Regions from separate parts of the Mus musculus genome. Here region 1 is linked to region 2. Evidence: chromatin contacts called from public HiChIP or PLAC-seq data. All regions are on one chromosome and are shown on one strand. Each heading gives the region's core, a stretch centred on a gene start, on an enhancer-like site or on the middle of the called end of the contact. The rest is flanking DNA. Distances are from core to core; before and after follow the strand shown. Region 1 holds the start of Pam (peptidylglycine alpha-amidating monooxygenase). Region 2 overlaps Pam (peptidylglycine alpha-amidating monooxygenase).

What was found. HiChIP or PLAC-seq counts read pairs in DNA pulled down with a chosen protein or histone mark.
Region 1: a contact with region 2 is called in an H3K4me3 HiChIP or PLAC-seq map of embryonic forebrain, with 4 times the contacts expected there. The contact joins the promoter of Pam here to the enhancer-like site in region 2. A contact is called at or near these places in 1 of 39 promoter capture datasets (hippocampal neurons), 1 of 484 Hi-C or Micro-C datasets (stem cell-derived neural progenitor cells), 9 of 115 datasets of contacts at active chromatin or transcription factors (astrocytes, bone marrow-derived macrophages, embryonic forebrain and 6 more) and 3 of 9 other capture datasets (adipose tissue, embryonic stem cells and liver).

Annotation. Positions count from the first base shown.
Region 1 is chr1:98,093,761-98,097,699 of GRCm38.p6, reverse strand. Pam (peptidylglycine alpha-amidating monooxygenase) reads left to right here and starts at 2,054. Exons shown (of 26, transcript NM_001357127.1): 1 at 2,054-2,215.
Region 2 is chr1:97,831,956-97,836,050 of GRCm38.p6, reverse strand. Pam (peptidylglycine alpha-amidating monooxygenase) reads left to right here. Exons shown (of 26, transcript NM_001357127.1): 22 at 1,535-1,643. Among named protein-coding and RNA genes, the nearest start is that of Gin1, 64 kb to the right of the region's middle. Within about 2 kb of position 1,385, at least 45 of the 459 cell types and tissues checked have an H3K27ac peak or open chromatin away from gene starts, as enhancers often do. A contact at or near this core is called in adipose tissue, embryonic forebrain and fibro-adipogenic progenitors, where this site is marked.

The DNA of each region.
Region 1 (3,939 bases), core at 805-3,304, 260 kb before region 2:
GGCTCCAAACTGACTAAGAAAACAAGCTGAGCAAGCTATTAAAAAAAAAAAATCCAGGAAACAGCATTCCTCTGTGATGGTCTTTGCTTCTGTTCCTGCCTCTAGGTTCTTGGCTGAGCTTCTGCCTAGTCCCTCAGAGATGGACAGTTTCCTGAAAGTGTATGCTGAACAAACCCTTTCCTCCCAAGTTGACTATTGTGTGTGTTTTATCACGGCAACAGAACACCCAAACCAAACTAGGACACCAGAACTGAGTTTGCATTCTGAAACCCTAAACTGTCCACCAGGAGCTTGAGGGTATGAGACAAGAGTATAGTTAGACATTTTAACGATCTCTCTCTCTCTCTCTCTCTCTCTCTCTCTCTCTCTCTCTCTCTCTTTCACACACACACACACACACACACACACACACACACACACACACACACACACCTGTGAACAAGAAATTTTCTTGGGATCAGAAGGTATTGTATTAAAAAAAAAAAAAAGTCCACTACAGCCTGAGAACACTAAATCAAGTTTTCTTCTCTCACAAAAAATTAACCATTTGTTTATTTGTTTGTATTGGAGAAGGCACATATATCTATGAATGTGCATACAGAGAGCACAGAAGAGTGGCTATCTCAATGACACCTTGCTTCAAAAAGGGTTTTAAGAGCTTGTTTCATTTAGACCAGGGTAAAGAAATGACTTAGGAGCAATGCCAAAGATCAGCCCTAGTGTGTGTCGCCCTCATCAGTAAACTGAATCTGTTTCTGACGTCTTTTTATGACATTTAGTTTCTACAAAGAATTTCTTATCTCTACCTGAGAACCTAGGGTCAAAGGCTTTCCCTGGAATTTGGGTTGAGAAATAAAAGCTCAGACTGGCCTGGTCAACCTGATTTATCTCTGGCTCACCACTGCTGCCTGATAAGCTGTGATAGTCACTGAAGTAGTTTCCCTATGGAGAAATGGATTTTCTTTCTGGGAATTCCCCTGTGGCTTGAGAGCATAGCCTCCTTCACCCTAGCTCCCCCTTTCCACTGCATTTTCTTCATCTCATTCCAGGGACTTCTTCCACATCTTCAGTGACCTTCTTCCAATATCCCCCAATCCTGCCAAACAGAACTTCATAGATGGAGGCAGAGAGGAGCTCCTTGAAAAGACCAGCACTTGGTTGCAGAGCCACAGTAGCACAGGGATCTGCTGCGACAATAAGATTAAATAAAAGATATGGTGGAACTCTGGAGAAAGAAGCAGAGGACTTTGCACAGCAAGGGCACCATGAATACTCCAAAAGTCACTACACAAGGGGAGATTTAAATACCTGTTTCTATTAAAAGCTCTTCAATTGTGTGTGTGTGTGCGTGGGGGGGGGGGTGTGCAGATAGTAACGCGCAGTGACCAAACCTCTACCACACAACACTTCTGGCTTTTACTCATCCTGTCCTATTTCTCTTGCTTTAGGGCGATGCCGGGATGGGACTGGTCTGGTTGTCTTGTGTGCCAAAGCTGAGTGCTCCTCAGAAGCAGAAAGGGACAGCAGGTGGAGGTGGGAAGTCAGGAAAGGCAAACCTCTGGTCTTGGGGTTCTGGCCAGGAAACCGCATGCAACCTGTGTGTGGTTCGAATTCAGGGACCTGGCTGCAGGAGGTGACTTCGAATGGAATTACACCTCAGCTAAGGGTTCGAAACCAGCATCTTCTCTCCGGGTGCAGACCACCTGGCAGAGCCCCAGCCCAAAGGGCGCTGAGGAGGAAGGAGGTCCCTCACCCCCTCGGGAAGCAGCCCCCTATCCAACTCAGATCTCGTCCTCTACCTCTTTCCACGCAGCTGGCGCGGTCACCGCGCGGGGCTGGCCAGAAAGGACCCGGGACTCCGCCGCGTCCCAGAGACTATCGGGCCCTGGCCTTCTCCACGCTCCCCAGAGACCTTGGGACAGTGGCCACCCTCCGACCCGCCCGGGACTCCAAGCACCCGCCGCGCGCTCCCCGGGAGCGGGGAAGCCAAAGCCGGGCTCTGAGGGCTGGAGGCGGAGCCGAGGCGGGAGCCGCCCCGGGGGAGGGAGCGGGCGGTCCCGGAGCCCAGCGCGCGGCCCGGGAAGGAAGGAGGCCAGCAGCGGCCGCGGCCGCGTGCTCAGCCTGTCCCCGCCCTGGGACCCGGAGCCTCCAACTAACTCCGCCCGCCGCCCGCGGGCTCCCGCTTCCGTCCCGGGAAGAGCCTGCGGCCGCGCAGGTTAGTGTGGCCGGCGCCGGGCGCGGCGGGGAGAGGGTCGGGCGCGGGGCGGGGCGCGGAAGTTGGGCAGAGGCGGGGCGGGGAGCGGGCTGCTGGTCCCTTGGCTTCCTGGCGCAGGGACCCGGTGGGTTTCCTCCGGCGCGGCCGGGGTCCTGGCATCCGGCGTCCGAGCCTTCCTGGCATTCCCAAGTGCTGGGGTTGTCAGCACCACCGCGTTCTTCACCGGTGCTGTGCCCACTGTGGCACTTTAACTGCGCCCTCGCCTTTCTGGGCGCGTTTGTTCATTCGCCTTGGGTTTTTTGTGCCCCCCTTTTGGACAACTCTAAGTGGCGGTTGCGAAGCCCCGCGGGACCCCGAGTGGATCCTTAGGACTAGTTTGAGCGTTAGTAGGGGCCGCGCAGATTGACAGCTACGGACGTGGAATACCGACTGAGGCGCTTGAAGTGCTGGCAAGTGCCTGGAAGCATGGAAATTCCCCATCCTCATCGCCAGCCCAGCTCTGCTGTCTCCCCGCGGTTTTCTGCCAGCTTTAGAGTGTGTGTAATCCTCCAGGGAAGGGTGATTGCTCTGTCAGGCAGGATGGACAGTACCCACTACTTCCTATATTCACTAAATCTGGTTGGGTCACCTCATCTGTGTGGCCTTGGTACTCTCTTCCATCAGAATCTTTGTTGACCTGGACAAATACGCGTTGTTCTGTTGGCTGCTTAGAGCTTGCTGGGACGATTTTAGAGGGCTGTGTGGTGGTTTTGAGCCAAAGTCTTAGGCTGAAGCTCTGTGCTAGTGGGTCCCTGACCTGAGTTTGGTCCTAAAGCTGAGATTTGGTGACTTAAAGATGAATTTGGCCTGGAGCTCTTTAAGTCTGAGAGGGACAGCACCGCATTTTCTGGAACTGGTTAACAGAGCTGAAACTGTCCTTTATCCAGCAAACCCTATGTCTAAGCTATGGATCTCTGTTCCCATGGTTATAGAAATTCAACTACCATGAAGATCCTACTGGCCCCAGTCTTAGAGACAAGAACTTTTGCTTCAGATGTTTTGTTGTCTCTACAGTCTTGTTTCCATCCTACAAGTAAAATTAATTTGGGGGGGGGGGGACCTTCTTCTTTGTAAAGTGAATTCAGAAACTTAGTTGATAATCACAGACACAAGAGACATCGTTTAATGTCTTCTAACTACCTTATAAGGAAAACCGCCAAGAAAATCAGCTTTATACTCTGTATTAAATGGCTAAGGCCTGTCATTCTTATAGCCTAAATTTAATAGACATTTTCATGAGTCCCTGTATTATGCAATGCAAGTCTGCTGGGTGCTTTATAGAGCAAGACATGGAATATATTTCTTGCCCTTAAGGGCTTTCTAAACTAATTTAGTGACACCTATATCTTTATATGGACATCAAACATATTCTAACAGCAATACGTGGCTTGTAGAAAGTGTCAAGAAAGCTGTATATAAGCCCTTGTAGGTCATAATTTTGTGAGGCTGCCTCACAGAATGGAGTAAATACCAGGTTCACTAAGAATGTACTTTCTAAAACTAATGTCTCAAATGCCCAGGTTTCATCAAATAGACGCACATTTGGAAATAACTATTTTAGAGCAAAAGCAGCCAGTAAGACAGTGGTCCTAATGCCGGGACCCTTTAATATAGTTTCTCACATTGTGGTGACCCCAACCATAGAATTATTTTTTCTTTATAAGTTCATAACTGTGATTTTGCTA
Region 2 (4,095 bases), core at 136-2,635:
AGGGTACTAAGGCAATAAGACTGATAAAGATGGTTTCGTTCTTCTATGTGAACACACAGGTAACAACACCACTTGCTGAAAATACTCTTTTCTCATGTGTGTATTTTGGGCATCTTTGTTTAAAAAATGAGGTGGCAGTGATGGTGTAAACTTAAGTCTGGGTCTTCCGTTCTATAGTCTTTCTTTTCAGTGAACAGTACTGAAGGAAGAGGCATGGGACTGCTCAAGGTGCCCAGAAAAATGAGGGTTAGATGATCAGCAATAATATTTATGGCCCCACCTATAAGGCTTAGGGAATACTGCTGAAGAGGAAGTAGAAAGAGCTAGAGGATAGGGAGAAGGGCTAGGGAATGCATCTGCTGGGCATGAAATGGCTATTCCAGTCATGAGCCCAATGCAACTGTACTTGTCTACATAGACGCTACTGGAGAACCAGCCCGACCTCAGTACTTAAGAGCAGTGTCTGCTTCTGCAGAGGTCCTATGTTCATTTCTCAGCATCCACATTGATGGCTCACAACCACTGTAACCCCCCCCTCCAAGGACACAGTGCCCTTTCTTGGCCTCCTTGGACACTGTGCTCACATGCATATACCTACACCCAGACATAGACATATAACAGCAATTCTAATATAATAAAAACTTACTCTTAAAAAGCAGAATAGAGCCAGGCAGTGGTGGCACATGCCTTTAATCCCAGCACTTGGGAGGCAGAGACAGGCGGGTTTCCGAGTTCGAGGCCAGCCTGGTCTACAGAGTGAGTTCCAGGACAGCCAGGACTACACAGAAAAACCCTGTCTTGGGGAAGAAAAAAAAAGCAGAGCAGAATGGACCTGTTTACAGCTAACCATAGATGGAGAAGCTTCATCTCCTTCATCTCCACTGTTGGTTCCTAACTGCTGACCTAGTGGCTACTGATGAATTGTGGGAAACCAGGCATTACTACTGTCAATTACATAAGCACTCGTGAGTCAGCCACGCTCCAGTGGAGAGTTCAAACTCTACATGGGTAGCCCTGGGTAAACTGATTGGGTCTCAAAACTAAAGCAGATAAATATGGTAAATATGGAAAGGGGACTTTAGGGTAGGAGAGAGGGTTAAAGGGGGTGGGAGGAACATGAGCAGAGCTTTGGGGCAAGAGGAGCCTGAATGTGTAGGATCCCTGTATGAATATGTCTGAGGAGACATTCAATAGTCAGTTTTTTAAAACAGGAGAAATATGAAAGAAAAAGTAAACACAAATAAGTCACAAAGTACCAAATCCAACTGCCCTGAAAAAAAAAACAACTTATGAATTTCCAGTTTTTAAAAGAATCTCAAGTCAGTGGTTATAGGTCCCCATTGCTTTGCTCAGTGTCTAGAACTGTGCCCCACAGAGTCAGGATGCAATGAACAGCTGCCGTTGGCTGGAGTTGCTTTGGTGGGAATTAAGGTCACTTTCGTTTGAGTCACATGCTATGTCTAATTTTTCTGTCATTCTGTAATAGATGTAAGTACAGCCTCATCCCAATAACAAATGCCTTTGCATTTGGCAGCACTTTGACATGCCTCATGATATTGTGGCTTCTGAAGATGGGACTGTGTACATTGGCGACGCACACACAAACACCGTGTGGAAGTTCACCCTCACTGAAAGCAGGCTGGGTTTGTTTTTCATTTGTTCATTTTTATAGTACTTCTGACTGTAATTTCCATCTGTTTTATTGTTTAAAATGGGAAACAAAAACATTTGCTTTTGAATAGGAAACAGGGATATAAGGGGTTTGGGTTTGGGGTTCAGCACGTGTCTGGCATCTTCAGCTTTCTATTCCTTGTACTACAAAGGACGAGAAATGAAGAGCGATGAGAGGAGGAGGAGGAGGAAGGGATGGGGTCCTTATTTGGTATCCAATTCAGGGATTCAATAAGGTTTGAAATGTGGAGAGAGAGGGGTTTTGTTTTTTGGTTTGTTTTTTTTTTTTTTGTTTTGGTTTGGTTTTTTCTTTTTTCATTTTCCTGGCAGTCATTGCCTTGTTTCCAGAGACACTCCACAGGAAATTTTTGATGTGTGAAGTAATGTCTGTTACATTAAAAGCCAGTGTTAATTCCAGCTTGGTTACAGAAGGAAGAGACAGCTTTGACAAAGCAGAGGTTGGCTTGTTGCCACGAGCTATCACCCCATGTGGCTCTCTGTAGCACTGAGCTTCAAGGGACAACAGCATCCTTCCCTGACACTTAGGGCTCAGCTTTCCTCCAGATACTGAGTTGCTGTATTTTTATTTAACTCAGAACATAAAGAACACATTTGCTCCATCAGAACCTAGCCAGTTAGTGTAAAATTGTTAGGTTTTAGAGTTGGGGGTGGGGAAGGAGAGTCAAGGGAACACTGGAATAGCTTACTTCCTGTTAGGTCTATAGAGCTGTTTCAAGGGGACATTGAGCTGGATTATTGAGAAGTAAGGCATCTGTTAGAAAAGTTATTAACGTCACAGATAGACAGAGGAGAGGAATTGTGTGACAGAGATGCTATGAGAGTTCAGGATGAAGCACCAGAGATAGACAGAATGGTGTGGTCTCAGAAGAAGAAGCAGAGCTCTTGAGGCAGAAGTGGGATCTGTTCTTATGGCTCCCTAGAGAAGGGTGAGGTTTCACAACAGAAGTCCCTCAGCCGCGCTCTCTGAATCCCAGGCAAGAGATAGAGAAAAGGGTTGGGAGCAAGTTAGATGGCCAAGATCCATTTTAATGTTAACTTACTTCACAAATGAGAAAGGGCCCCAGGATGTCTGATAGCCAGGGGATCATTGTGTCTCAGCAGGGTACCCGATAGTATCTGGCAGAGGAAATTGCTGCAGATATTGTGGCCTGAGCTGGATGCTGGCGCTGTATTTTTGCAAGAATGTTCGAATTCTTTCATTTCAATGTGCACATCATTAAAACTATGCTAGCATAGTCCCTGGTTTCAAGCTATAAATCAAAACATTCTTTATCTGAAGTTCAGTGAACGTTTACTTGGCCAAAAATATCCAATATCCAGAAATGCTTTTTAAGTATTTTGGAGTCTAAGCAACAGGAGATAGTTGTAATTAGTAAAGGATTTGGGGATGATAGATTTGTGGTATCTAAAGCTGCAGCAAATAGTTTTATTAGGTAAAGAGTTAATAAGGACATGAAAACTTGATTAATAAATTATGTCAATAACAGCATAAATTCACGTCCTAACAAGAAAAGGAAACAAATTGTTAGAAGAAAAGTAAAATTAAGACTATGAACTTCAATCAAATATAATGTACATTTTACGTCTCAATTTGGCCAATGCTGTATTCAGTAACTTTTGAGCTTTGAATTAATTAATCTTTGAGTGACTTTTAGTATTCTGAGATAAGAACCCAATTAGCATAGTGCACATAGATTCAACCATTTGGTGTCTTGGCAGATGTGACAAAACTGTTCATCAGGAAAAACCATATTCTGCTCACGATTTCAGAGGGTTCAATCCTTGATTGTTTACAAAGAAAGTCACAGCAGCAGTGTCATGTGGTACAAGGGAGCTTATGACCAAGAAGCAGAAAAGGGGGATAGAAGGACATGGGCCACATGAAAGCACAGCCCTGTGTCTTCCAAGGCCCTGCCACCTATTTCTCACACTCCAATAGAGCTAGTGTATCAGTTCCACACTGGAAATAACACAGGATTAAGTCAAAGTCTCCCGATCTCAGGCCCTCAGGAAGTATCCACACACACACTCTCAGTCCTGCTTTACAGCTCCTGGAGGGACTTCTTAATCCAGTGAGGACTGTGAGGGACCTGCAGCCTATGCTACCCCAGAAGTTATTCACCTTTCCAGAAAAATAAAGAAACAACCTTCACTCTAAGATGTTGTCCAGGTGCAAACAACGTTAGCAAGGGAGTGGTAAAACCACTGAACTGAATCATTCCATTCCTTAGGTAGAAAGGTCTGTGGGGATCAAACTGCCAAGGCTATCTCTCAGGGAGGGAGCTCTGAGAGAAGCAAAATGGTGGAAAAGCAAGTGGATTGTATCTGAGAGTCAGCAGAGGGCCTCTGACTGGCACCGGCTGTTTAGATTAAGTGGGAATTGGATGCTTTTGTCCTAAATAA